2 separate regions of the Hermetia illucens genome follow, and region 2 is linked to region 1. The links are chromatin contacts, called in public Hi-C maps. All regions are on one chromosome and are shown on one strand. Each heading gives the region's core, a stretch centred on a gene start, on an enhancer-like site or on the middle of the called end of the contact. The rest is flanking DNA. Distances are from core to core; before and after follow the strand shown. Region 1 holds the start of LOC119653216 (headcase protein). Region 2 holds the start of LOC119652653 (ferritin heavy polypeptide-like 17).

Region 1 (6,826 bases), core at 2,597-5,096:
GTATACACCTTAAATTTTGCTGATAGGAGGCACTCAACTGGTAAATCACTGTTAAGGCGCGGCATGGTGGCAGCTTCGTTTTTTTTTCAGATTTTTAAGTTGAGTGGATTCTAAGAATGATTCCGAACAAATGACCACTTTCCAGCCCCTTCATCAGATATCAGAACTGATGCTAGCTTCGGAAAGCACTGTACATATTCGTTGAAAAAAAAATTACACCCCGTTTTCGCATGTATGGGGATCCCCCGCCCCTAACCACAGCGTGGAATAATGTTACTCCCTACACACTACTCCCATTGCACAAAATTCGGTGTCAATACGTGCACCCGTTTCCGAGAGAAATGCGTGACAGATAAGACTATAAACAGAAATCATAAAATTTCCACCCAAAAATATCAATCGGAGGGAAACATACCAAAACACTTATGTGTATTTTCAGTAACAGCTACGATAGTCCTGCTAGTCCAGGTCAATTAAAACCAAGCCAGCCCGACTATCAAGGGTGTATAAAAATTGTCAAAGAAAAATATTTATTCATTTATTTTAACCAACAAAGCATACATTCTTAAATAAAACAATAACAATCCTTTCATTTCACCATAAACATTATAAATATGTTTCAAAAATACAGTAAAAAACAATAATGCAATTTGGTTAAATATGTTGCGTTTTAGTCCATCGGTTGGATAAGTGCCGTGCAGTCAGGTTAGGGACATCGTCACAATTTGACCATCATTACCAATTCGCCTTCTAAAATCATCCATGTACACACAATATAAAAACATAAAAATACTTCCCCAGTTTTCTCTATGTCTGAAATAGTAGATGTACCTCATTCCATTATTGAGTTGAATTAAATTGTTTTCTTTTTCGACAAGGGTTAGCGTTTTATGAGAACCTTTTCCATGCCATTTTCGCGAAAAACTAACTAAAACATTTTTTTTTCTCCTGTATTCCGTAGTTATCTGCTACTTTACCGTTCTATGAGTTCCGTATGTCAAGTGAATTTTCGGGGATTTTTCATTGCATTGCATTGATGATTGCATTATTTGACATGCAATCCGGATTAGCGAAACTGTGGTCGGTCGAGATTACAAGGGAAACTTTTCAGTTTGTCACCCTATCCGGTCACAGTAGGATCCGAAATGGCGGGGCCACACTGTATTGCATGCACCTCAATTTAGAAGAAAAAACAAATATTTTGATAAGCTTCTCTCGTAGTTTTCAATCTGGCAAATGAGACTTGGCCGCGCAAAATGGAAATTAATTATTGGCTGACGCTCGTACTTTGAGATGTTTTCCAATTAATTTGCCACATGTGGTAGAATACTACTTAATTCCTTATAACCAGACACCACATGAGAGACGCTCTCCACTTTTGAATTGTTATGAAAACTAAACGTACTACACTATATGGGTTGCCCTGGGATAGTTTACCATTCCTCGAAATGATACCTTCTAAGCAAAACCAAAATTGACATGGCTCTATTGTACCGTGTATGTACTCTTCTCTATTATGTATGGTCTTTTAGACTCATCACAAAAAGTTGTCATAAATTCCAGGGGACGCTAATCAATACTGAATGAACAACCCCCAATCCAGTTAGACTGACACAAATTTTTCGGCGGGTACCAAATTTTTTCAGATCGCGATCGAACTTAATTGAAAACCATGAAATACTTAGTTCTATGTCAGTGTACTCCCACAGACTATAAACCGCTCCGATTGTAATTTCATTTAGAAGCGATTTAAGGGTTCCATAATTTAGATGCACATCTATTCAGCCAATCGAACTGTCCTAACGGAAGGGTGCGGCGTTTGGACCTGATTCGCCCCGAAAATGGCACTAGCATATGTCAAAGTCACAAACGCGACAATACTTTTTGAGCAACTTGAGGCAATGGCGCCATCATTAGCTCTCATACGTTTTTTCGACCGCCGGCGATGCTTCAACTTCTTACACACATCAAGACAGATTCAAGCCTGGCTTGGGAGCATATGCTTTTCAGTTTCCGTGAATAGTTTTCTACGCAATAACAATCAATTTGTAAACTTACCGAACACGTTCTGAATAAAGTTCCACCTTGGACTTTTGTTCTACCTGATGCAAGTGCTGTGAAGGCGACGGTTGTTTCTTCCCGGTGCTGCCACTGTGGATGGGAGATAAACTGGGCTCGCTGGACCCCGAAACAGGTGGTGAGGTGGACCCATTACTCGACGACAAGCTGCCGGCTCGCGCCCGAAGATCCATCGAGGATATAATTGAGCCGTTATTGTTTACTTGGCTCTTTGGGTGGTAACCTCCCGCATTTGCTGAGGATATGGCCAGCGTGGGCTTCTGGTTGTTACGGTTCCGCTTCTTCTTCTTTTTGGTTGCTTCTTCGTCAAGTCTGCCGAAAACATTGTTATTGAGCGGAGGTGTCCAATCCAAATCCTTGCGAAGGTGGCCTCGGCCACATTTGCAGCCGCAAGCCTTGAATACCAAATCGTAGCCCTTCTTGGTCCACAGATTCTGAGCCCGCTGCCGATCAGACCATGATCGGCCTCGCCCCGTGAGTTTGAGCGATGTCAAGACCACTTGCTCCCAGGCCTCGAAGCACTCTCGGTGCATATACTGACCCGCTGTACAGTTTTCGTTGTTGCAGATAACACGCACGCAGTCACTCAAGTCCTCCAAATTAATCAGGCCGTACTCGCTGCTCGACTTCAAACAATCCCCGTTCGGGACGCAACATCTTACGAAATTCTCACTCAGTCTGGCCAGAGGCGATAGTATGTTGGCTGATCCTGACGTGGGTCCACTAGCGCAGGAAATAGGCGACCCGTCGAAGCCGTGATCGTGACTCCCGAGTCCCAGCAGATTATGAACGTCCATGGCGCTCGAAAGCGGGTTGTTGTTCCTACGCGGCGCCATAAGGAGCAGCGGATGGAGTGTCGTTAAGGCAGCTATTTTCGCTGTTTTTTCTGGCTGTTGAACAAAAACCCGGAAAACGAAAACACAAACGTGGCACACGTTCTCGCTAACTCGACACTGCGGAGCACAAGTTCAATTCCCGTCAACAATTACCAAACGTATGCACCATCGTCCACTGGACTACCAATGCGCTTCCAATCTTTCTCAATAGTCCTGGCAATCTCAGCCCTTCCCTAATCGATCCAGCCGACAAGCACAGCGTTGGCTGGGCCTCACTTCATGAAAATTTTTGAGTCGTTTTAGGCGACCGCCGCGGGCAGGCTAACAGTTAGCACAAAATGCACCAGCAAAATCCCTCGAAACTATTAATCACCAAAAAAAAGCTCACGTTCGTCTATTCACCGCGAAGCCACTTGCAATTTCACTTTTGTTCAGAGTCTGGCTCCAGACACTTTCGCACCTTCACCCGTCCTGCACTCGCAATGCACTTGCACGTCAAGAAGAAGCCACTTGCCCGCGCGGGGAGTTTGCAACGTCTCACTTCGGCAACACCCGCACAGCAGACGCCTTGCATTCGCAGAGCGGAATTGAGTCAGAGGATTTCCGCAGACCGGGAGGAAAAGCAAAACAAATAGCTCCAACTGCACACAATTACACTACGATACGCACTACACAGAGCGCCGGTAACAAAAGACCTCCAAAACTGCAGCGCAGAAAACAGTCTCGGCCAGAAGAGCCGACCTTCAACTCCGCAACGCAGAACTGATCTATCGAAAAGCGAAAATGAAACTGAAACTGGTCGTCGCGCGACTTTCTCGCACCGGCATCGAGCCGAGTTCAAAGTCAAGCAGAAGGGGCGCGGCGCGGGCTCGGAAACCGCACAAAACAGAAGACGTTCGGCCGAACCCCGCGCCGCGCCCTGCCCCCGCAGGGGCGCGGGCAATTCCGGCGTTCCAGCGTCCGTGCAGAAGGAGAGGTCGCGCCGTGCTCCTGTGCTCGTACGCTCCGAACAGGGAAAAGGGTCCTTCAGGAAATTCCACCCATCCCCTCCGACTTTCTATGGATATCCCGCTTTACACATAATGCGGCCTCGAATCGGCTTACGTAACGCACACACAGCCACGGCGGGCGCATTTCCCGTTGCGGAGTGGTGCGGGCTCTTCCCAGTGGTTGCAGTCTGGAGGCCTTGAATAAAGGATGAACCAGCGTCGCCTTGAACTGCCGCTGCAGCCATCGAAGGGGAAAGTGTCCGCAACCGGCACAACCCGTCCCTGAAAGTCGCCACCCTTAGGACTTCGAGCTTCTGCGGGCTGGGGATTGGCGAAGGGGTGCGGCGCCGGCACGACCCTCCGCCGCGAGCGCCTTCGGCGTGCAGTTCATTTTGTTTTGTTTACTACCGGCACTTTTGCTCGTACCCGGCATCCAGGCCAACGCCGGCGAGCACGCACACCATCAACGTGAGAGCGTGCATTCGGCGATTTTCACTTTCGTTTGCTCTCGTCATCGGCTGCGCGTTCCCACACGACGCGAATATTCAGTGAGAAACAAAGGAAAATCGGAGAGCGAGACGACGCGCAAACACATGACGAGTGAACTTGGTGAAAATTCACTCACACACACAGCCCAGCGCAATTCATCGACGTTCTTATTTCTTCATTGCCAATGCCAAAAACTATTTCCAATCCAGTTAGGTTGTACGGCGATGCCTTGCAACGTGCCGGAGCGGATGAACTTGCTTCTATGCAGGATCTCAACGGGCCGAAATGGACGTGATCGCACGCTTGGAATGGATTCGCGCTGTTGCCAATTGGATAGCGTTTCACTTTTCTGTGCATTTTAATGGCCTTCGTCGAGGAGCAGAATGAGGAGTGGAGAGTTTAGGGCGACGAGGAGGAGTCAACCGAAATATTTGTCTAGAGCGCGGCTTCGTTTCTGTAGCCTAAATCTGCCATGTGGGAATTATTGCGCAGTTTCTTCTATTTGCCACACAAAAAAAGTTCTTTTGAATTGCAATAATCTATCGAACGGGCATATCCGAAAATATTAGAAAAAGGATTCAAGGCATGTGCGCATTGCAGGCAAGCACCTTCGCTTCTCCAAAGACCAGGATCCAAATCTAGGAATGTGTGGCGACAACAAATGCATGGTAACAGAGGAGCCAGGGACATCTCACTGTCCGCCAATATGTGCATACATTCTTGCATATTTAGGTACATTTCACGAATGTGGGAAGTTTTGTAGTTTTCAGCAAATTAAGGACAGTGAAATGGGTATTTAACTAGTGAGATGACTTTCTAACTTGATAACTTAATGCACATTCTTAATTGCGACTTCACTCGGCCCAAGCTTCTCACCGAAAACAGTGGAAGATCGACCTTGGCTACGGAGAGGACAAAGGCTAAAAGGGAAAAAAGTCATACATATTCCAAGGCTTTTTTGCTGAGTTCTGACACAATACCTTGAGGAAGGTATTGTAGAGTGCCACAACTCCGTTCTAGTGACAAAAAATCGTGCGATCACAGCAATGTTGATGCAGGTAAACTTGGAGCTTCGGCAATGCGGCGCTATTTAATGCAATGTATGGATCCGTACTGTAATCTCAAAAACCAACAAACATTGGAAACTTGGGCGAGCCTATTGGAAGATAACATGCGTTCTAAAGCTGGAAAAAAGTAGTGACCCAATCACGCGCATGGAGCCGTAAAACTCGAGACCCGAGCGCCGCAATCGAGAGACACATCCTCAGTCGATGTTTTCCTGCTGCGAGCTTGGGGGCTGCCACCCTCTCTTGGCATCCTCGAGGCATTCAATGGAGGATGCCCTAGTAGATATGTACATATTCTTCTGTGGTTCCGGTTCCAGTGCACTACGCACCGGTTTAAGGGAATCATCCCGTGTGTCGAATTTTTGGCATCAATTGTCTCTAGATATAGTGTAGAATATATGAGCAAAGTGACTTTTGATATTCGGAGTCGTTCGGAAATTAGAGTGTTAAACACGTAAAATGTCACATGCCCGGTTTATGACGATCGCCGTAATAAAGTGCGTATTTATCGATTCGAATGACTTCGCTAAAATCATAAGAATTGAAGCCAAGGCTTTACTTGTGTTTCTTCAAGAGCTCTGAAGTTTATGGACTAGGTATAGTTGATTAATGGTCAGTTAGTATTTTATGGTTAAAAGTCGCTTTGTACGTTTTAAATGTGTTTTTCTCAAAACTGCATGTTGAAAATCTGCTGCCACCATAGCCCAAAATGTATCCAACGAAATTCTTTGAAATTTTCAGGACCTATTCAGAACATACTTCTACGGTCTGCAAACTTGAATAATTCCGATTCATTCAGTAGTTTTCTTAATTCGTTAAATAAGCCTTGAAAAAACACCAAAATTTACAAAAAAAAGTTTATCAAGGCACCAAAAATTTAGCTTGAAAGCGAAATTTTTTAATAATCCTAGTTTGCGGATTGTCGTTAAGTCCGCACGTTAAAATGCAAACGCAAACTAGGATTATTAAAAAATTTAGCTTTCAAGTTGTTCATACAAAACTGCAGTAATAAAAAATATAATATGGATCATGGTATGATATAATAGTTTGTTGAAAATCCTACTATTACGGACAAAGTTACAGTAGTTTAAATTTATCTTTTCCGTGGAAATTTACTGCAACCCAAAACACTGAATATTAATATCACTTTAGTCTAGTCTGAATAGTCTGCTAAATGCCGACTTGTTTTTATTATTGGATCTTTTAATTGTTTGTTCCGTAGAACCTAGCAATGCGTTAACAAGTATCAATATTTAAACATTTTGAAGGTTTTGCCTACAACGAAACCTCATTAATTCCGATGCGGTGTCTATCTGTCAGTCTGTCACACCCAATTTATTCCGAAACCGCTGAAGCTTTTATCACG
Region 2 (7,269 bases), core at 3,069-5,568, 330 kb before region 1:
CAATTACTGCCTCAAAGGCGAACGCACATCCCACGATGTCGTTCATTTCTATCGGTTGTCCCGTTTGTTGTAGCTGCTGTTGGTTTTCCCATTTCTGCTGCTTCTCTCTTTTTGCTCTAAGTTTTGCTCGGAATTCTGCAGCCTCCTCCTTCATCATAGTAATGATTTCAGGCAGGTCTACTCGAGTCTCGTCTCCTGAGCTCCCCCCTCTTCGTCAGAAGGGCCCCCGATCTTCGCCTTCTGGGTGAATATCTTCGTGGTTCTCTGCTGCTGTTGCTACCTGCAATTCTGTTGTTTTGTTATACTGGGGATATGATTTCCACCTGTGGATAAAAAAAATATAAAAATACGAATGTTACCCGTCCGACGAACGGCGGTCGATAACATTAATCTTGATGAGAATTTTTTTTATTTTTGTTATCCGTCGCGGCTGACTGCGGTCCGAAGTCGGCTCTGAAAGCTCCAGGAGCTGAAGATTCCGGCGCTGCTTGTTAGCAGCTCTGAAATTCCATGTCTGCTCGTGACCGCTAACACAGTTAGATACTAGACAGCTACCACACTTCCCCTTGTCCCTCAAGGGGGGAAATCAGTGCGAGTATGCATGACTTCAAATTGTTTTGCCCACAGTAGATATACTATAGGCAGTACCCTTACAAAAATGACCCCACTTGCAAATGTGCTTGCAGAAGCTTATCTGTACACATCAGAGACGCTAAACAAGGAAAAGGCATAATCTTCATCAAATCGTATTGGTAAGAGAGAGATCGGTGAGCTTTTGCTATTCTGGTACTACGGCGTGCTCACCCATATAGCAAAAAGTTGTTTCACGTATTCACTTATCCATAAGCCAAAACTTGCCAATCTCACCAATACATTGGCAAGTCCGGGCGGTATGTCAAACACAGCTGATCGGGTTTTCCGTACATCTCGCTCATGCTCAAGGGCAAAACAATATGAAATCGGGTGTACTCGCACTGATTTCCCCCCTTGAGGGACAAGGGGGAGTGAGGTAGCTGTCTAGTATCTAACTGTGGTTTTGCCCTTGAGCATAAGAGAGATGTAACGAAAATCCGATCAGCTGCGTTTGACATACCGCCCGGACTTGCCAATGTATTGGTGAGATTGGGAAGTTTTTGCTTATGCATAAGTGAATACGTGAAACAACTTTTTGTTATAAGGGTGAACACGCCGTAGTACCAGAATAGCAAAAGCTCACCGATCTCTCTCTTACCAATACGATTTGACGAAGATTATGCCTTTTCTTTGTTTAGCGTCTCTGATGTGTACAGATAAGCTTCTGCAGCCCATGCGCAAGTGGGGTCAGTTTAGTGTGGGTACTGCCTGTAGTAGATCTACTGTGACCGCTAACTAGAAACAGAAGAACAAACAAATGAATTGCAATTTTATTGCTTCTGACTGTGTGCTCTTATGCTCCGTTTTGTGATGGGTAAACAATGGCAGATGTCCGATAGGAAACCGAAAGATTCAGTGCATATATGTATTATGCAGCAATATGAAGGAAAATACACATGTGAATTTATCTATTTGAATTTAATAATAAAATCGGATTTTAAATAACTTATCTAATTTTATACAGATATGTTAGAAAACTGTGGCATAGGTCCCGTTCACAAGCGAGGTTGGCTACATGTATTTGTTTTGTGCGGACTAACTAGCTTACGTCCTGACACCGTCCATACGTCAAGAACCCTTGCTCATTTCTCGACAGGACCGGGGCCCGTCCTGCCGCGTCGACTGAGGTGGACACCCTAGCATTTTTCCCAGGCTTGTGACTCAATCCGATCATCTTATTTCTAAGTACATTGTATTTATTTTATTCAACTGCTTGTCGCGAGAGCTGTCACCAAGAAGGTCAGGTAGGATTTAGCATAGTGGAATAACTCCAACTATGCTCTATTTATCTCTTTCCCTGATCTCAGCATTTTATTTTTGTTTTACTGCAGATAGTGCAAAGCACATTGCCTCGAACGCTCCTCGTTTACCTGGGCTTGGGATCAGCATACTATGTTAATAGCATGGCGAAGTTTCCAAGTAATAACGACATGAGTTCATTATTGCATCACAAAAAATTGAACAAACCCTGCTAATTTTCCTTCTATAAAATTTCAGTCAATTAGAGGTAATTTGCCTTTTGCTAAATGTTACACAAAAAAATCTAAAGGATGGGTAATATTTCTTTTATTAAAAATTGATGTGATTTCCGTTTTACCCCTCCTATAATACCGAATCCGGATGACTCAAGTGGTTAGAACGCTGGGCTGTCGTAGGGGAAGGTCATGGTTCAAATCCTACTGATGGCAGAGGGAGTACCTGATCAAATCAGGGTAATAATCTCGGGCGAATGCAACGATGTTAGTACTTGTTTGAGGAAAATTGATCCATGAAATGGGATAAAATAAGGTCTTGATATGGAGCAAATTCATTTAATTATGGTAGTTCTAGTGTTTTGGCGAATTAATTTTCCATTCTTCGCATTTAAAACAATCATATCGAAGTCAACTTGCTGTACTTCGAAATCACGTTTTCTCCCATTGAATGCGTAATATTCCTAAATTTTCCACAATTATATCTCAATTGGAAGCTAACATAATGTGGAAACTTGCGTCAACTTTATAAGTTTTAAGTACCGTTATGATATTGCATTTTGAAATTTAAATGCAAAAATGATTTTGAAATTTCTGTGAAGTCTGAATGGTTATACCTTCCAAGGGATGATGACCTTTGAAATCGAAAAAATATCCATTTATACGAAATTTTATGTAATTTCCGAAAATCAAATCCAGCACTAGATGATTCAAGGAGTGGAAAATTATGATTTTGCTGGGATAGTTAAGCTTTTTGACACTATCCATGGAAAACGCTATAAATCTGTAACGCTAATAAGGTAGTGTCGATTCCGCGGACCAATTTCCCTCAAACCACCGTGAACGGCACACTGTCTAATGCGAACAAAGACACCACTTGATATAAACCCATCCGCACCGCTCTACCCACCCTCAATGAATTTAAATTCCATACGGCACAGCTGTAGAACCACTATTCCATAAGAAAAATAATGTTTAGTAACTTCTGAAAAGCAGTTGCCTTTAATGAATAATTTTTATTTCAGATACTTCTATCACAAAATAATGAATTGAAGTTAAACATATAATTTCCGTGTCTACACAAAAATTTTCAAAACGATATAGCTAGAAGGGAATCCTCGAAAAATAATCCCTAGGTTGGCGAACACCGTCCATTTATTGTTTTTGAAGATACTCGTCAAACAAATAAACGCTGAGTGAAGGATCCGGAACGCTCACGAGCTTAGCCAAATCATTGGCATACCCAGAAAGTTTACGGATGGTGCTGGCTTGTTCCTCCAGGAACTTCTCCTCTATGAAGTGACTGACTTCAGGATCGTAATGTTCTTCCTTGTCCAATCGGGAAATGCGGCGGTGAATACGTTGAGCATCGCCAGCCAATTTCTTTTCAGAATCCAGAGCCAGGGCCAATGAGTGGAGTTCATCAACTTCCAGACTTGGTTGCTTGCCACGAGAAATAGTTGATGGAATTTCGTGCTTCTCATTAAGATTTGTGACACCGCCTCTTTGCGTAATTTTTTTAATGAGGTTCACAGCATTATCCCAGGCTTTGTCAGAGAGCTCCTTGAACAGCTTCTCGAAGCCTGGTCGGTGTTTCTGGTAGGAGTTGAAGTGGGTAGACAGGAGCAAGTAGTCATATGATGTTGCAAGTTGCGAATTCACGTACGATTGCATGTCCCTCTCGGCATGTTTGAAACCTCCGTGCAAAGAGTTGCAAGCAACCTCCCCTAGAAAGGCAGAATGATAAAACATGCGAAAAGAGGTCCAGAAACCCCCACTCACCTCCTTCCCGCCCGTCGCAAGCGGTCAACACGCTACTGTGGCACACATCGACGTCTGCGCCATATACGACCGCTAAAAGGGTGGCTAACGTAACTGCGACAAAGGCTTTCATGTTGATTAAAAATCTGTGAACGCAGAACAAAAGAAATGTTTAAAACTAAGTTCACTGAATCGAACACAACGCGAGGACTTTTGTTTTTGTACGGAAACTTTTCTCCTTGACAGCAATGTGTACCTTGGATTTAGCTCTCACTGGGGCTGAAATTCCCGATTTTTATTGAGTTTAAGATTGGAAATTACCGGACACTTTCCAAAGTGATAATGGCGACCGATCTTCTGCGCGAAACTAATTTATTTGCTAGTGCAGCACAACTTATCAACAATAATCTTCGAACACGAATGGAGATGACGACGTTTGCTTTTGCACTCGATAGGAAAACAGAATATGTCCGACACAATGGCGATCCACTTTATCAGCCGACACACACACTACAAACATTATGCACACCGACATGACATGCCTTTCAAGCAAAACGCGACACACGACCTAAGCCAAACAACGGAATTACCAGGTTGAATTGCCACAACAAATGCGTACATTTCTGGGTCGAGAAAATTCGATTAGTCACGCACTTGTGAAATTGTGATGATGCAATATGGCCGCAAAGTCAGCCAATACCAAGGGAGGGCGCCATTTCATTTATACACGTCAGACCAAATAGCACATAACCGGGTGCAAAACAAATATGTATCTCCTGATACATAAAGGGGTCTTCCTAGTGCATTAATGACGTAATTTGAAGATATTAACGGGAAAATTCCAAATAGTGTCTATTTCTGAGAAAGAACAGTGGAATCGGGGAATTTTCCTAGGCGTACTAAACACTTTTGGTCTGGCAACTACAGCGATGAATCAGATTGCATTGAGCAGCAATGTACGAGATTAACTAGAATTCGTCGTGGTGTATGTGTCCTAATCAGCTGACCGACTGGTTCCCGTCTTGTCGTCGTGCGCCATATGCAAAGCGAGTCGCCATTCCAATCGGTGCCGTGTGAAGTGTTTTCGATAATTGCAATCTCTTTGATACGCAGTGCAGATCGTGAAGTCGTTTTCGAAATATTTAAAAGTTGAATCGTGCTCCGAATAGGCGCAGTACTGTTTAACTAAGCGTTCTCAAACGCCAGTCCTTAAAAACATTTCCCGACCGCCTTCTACGCCAGTGAGTGTAAAGGCTGACAGTCGCTGAGAAACCTGTGCCCGAGAAATATTGCCAAATTTGCGTTGCGATTTTCGCGTGTGACATCCATTGAATTAGGACATTTAGTTCGCACAAGTGATAACATTTTTGAGTCAATTTCTTGAACAAAGGTCTCGTCCAAAATGAAGTTTTTCGTCGCCGTTCTCGTTTTGTGCTCCGCCGCAATGGCTTACGGAAGCCTGCAATGTAAGTTGGGAATTTTGTGGTCACATAATTTACTTTGAAATTAGGTTTTTGGCGATATCCTGTGGAGGCCAACTAACTGAAATCTTCGGAACTGCGAGCTATGCCCTAACAATTTCGCAGTTCGATAAACCTTGTTTGTATTGAGTGTGTGAAGGTAGTGGTGTCCTTTGTTTTGTTCGGATCTGTGCCGTTCGCGCGATGTGTGCAAGCTTTGTTTTCTTGTAAACATACTCGCTATGGGCGTACAGTGTGAACAGTCCAAATTCCATTTAAATAAATCAAAATAAAATGACCGCTAAGCAAACCACCGGAAATGCAATCGTTACACTTATAGGTTTAACGAGTTCCATACTTGTTGCTTCTCCAACATTTCAATGGAGACCACTACGAATTTGTCTTACGTGGAGAAACGCACGCACTTGTCCAAATCGTTGAATCTGCATCGATCGGCTGTCTCCATTCCTACAGTCCCTTTTTTTTTCTTTCCCCGTTTAATTGCTGGGCTGACTTGTAAGTCGGGATTATCACTTTCTAGGTTGGATCCAGGAGGATTAGATAGACTCCTCAGTTACCATTTAGCATATCAAACCATTGTTTCTGTCCGTATCGCTGCAGTTTGCAAAAGGTTCTTCCATCCGAGCTACATGTCAATTTTTGCACTGTGCTGGTCAGCGTCATAATCCTCTATGTATGTGAGAAGCTCATTTGCATCGTTTGAGACTAAACCCATTAAAATCAAAGCAATGGGTGATAGCAGCTCGTGGGAACAGGGCTTGCCAAGGTTTGTCGTCCGAGTTCAAAATTTACCGTTAGCAGGGACTACCGACCATAAAAACAGTTAATTGTGGACGTCAGAATTAGCGGTTGATGATCTATATTCTGTCAAAAAAGACGTGGAAATTGTTAATGAAATTCGAGATAGTCGCCATTTAATGGAAATAAATGCTTCAATTTTCTTTTCCGAGTCTTCCATGCACATTGAACAATCGTTTTCCATCATGGCCACCTTAAATATAGTCTTGGAAACATTTCTGTCCTTGACGTCCCGAGTAATTCACGAAAAGGTTAGCAGCTCTTAACCGGCCTTGTGCCATTCCGCGGCTTCCCAGGTGGTCTTCCTCCTATTTGCATAATTGTTTCAGGAGGTCGTCTGGGAATGCTCGCTTGATCATATATGGTATACAATTCAGATACACAAAGCGGTAGTTGGTTGTAGTTGTTCAGTGCTTGCCGTTTTTTCCACGCTGCAACTATTTATTCTTAGGTAGATTGTTCTCGTTGCCTCGTCTACGTCTTGAACAAGCCGAGATACCGGGAGCTGGATGCCTCGGATATAAAGGTCTTGTGTTCATTTATATGAGGAACTCTTGTACACAGTTTCCCATTCGTACATAGCTAAAAATGCAAAATATTCCTTCACAAATTGCTAAACTCCAGATATACATACATACATACATATCAAAGATAAATGTTGTAATCGCCCTGAATAAACAAATGTCCATCTAAATTAATCTAACTCATTTTATCCCGTGCACAAAAGCGTACGTACATGTACTTAAAGTAAATACCACTCGTACTAACGTACACATGTCTGTCTCAAGTAATTGATACTGATATGCAAACATCTAAAAAAGGAAAACTAACATGTCCCTAAGGACCCCGCCGTTCATATAAGTTCATTTTATATGTTGACGACGTCATATATCATCTTAGCATGTAACTTCTATAACTTTATTAATAGTAATGGAATTTCTCTTTTCGTTATACCTTATATTTTTTTTTTTTTGGGAGTAGGGTAGGTGAATGCGTTTACGCACAGAGTGTTGGACTCCCGCAACAGCACGCTGGCGGACTACCAACTCAACACCTCCCTGTCATCATACCTTATATTATCCCGTATACCAATGCCAAATTTTGTACTTCCGGGATGAACTTAA

What was found. Hi-C and Micro-C count contacts between places; a contact is called where the count stands out from the background.
Region 2: a Hi-C map of whole body shows a contact between it and region 1, with 3 times the contacts expected there. The contact joins the promoter of LOC119652653 here to the promoter of LOC119653216 in region 1. A contact is called at or near these places in 2 of 2 Hi-C or Micro-C datasets (an unstated tissue and whole body).

The regions. Positions count from the first base shown.
Region 1 is chr3:104,938,123-104,944,948 of iHerIll2.2.curated.20191125, reverse strand. It overlaps LOC119653216 (headcase protein), which reads right to left and starts at 3,846. Exons shown (of 6, transcript XM_038057788.1): 1 at 2,059-3,846. The coding sequence starts at 2,915.
Region 2 is chr3:105,270,210-105,277,478 of iHerIll2.2.curated.20191125, reverse strand. LOC119652653 (ferritin heavy polypeptide-like 17) reads right to left here and starts at 4,318. Exons shown (of 3, transcript XM_038056904.1): 1 at 4,078-4,318; 2 at 3,888-4,012; 3 at 3,102-3,832. The coding sequence starts at 3,999. The coding sequence ends at 3,261. It overlaps LOC119652654 (ferritin subunit), which reads left to right and starts at 4,957. Exons shown (of 4, transcript XM_038056906.1): 1 at 4,957-5,332. The coding sequence starts at 5,269.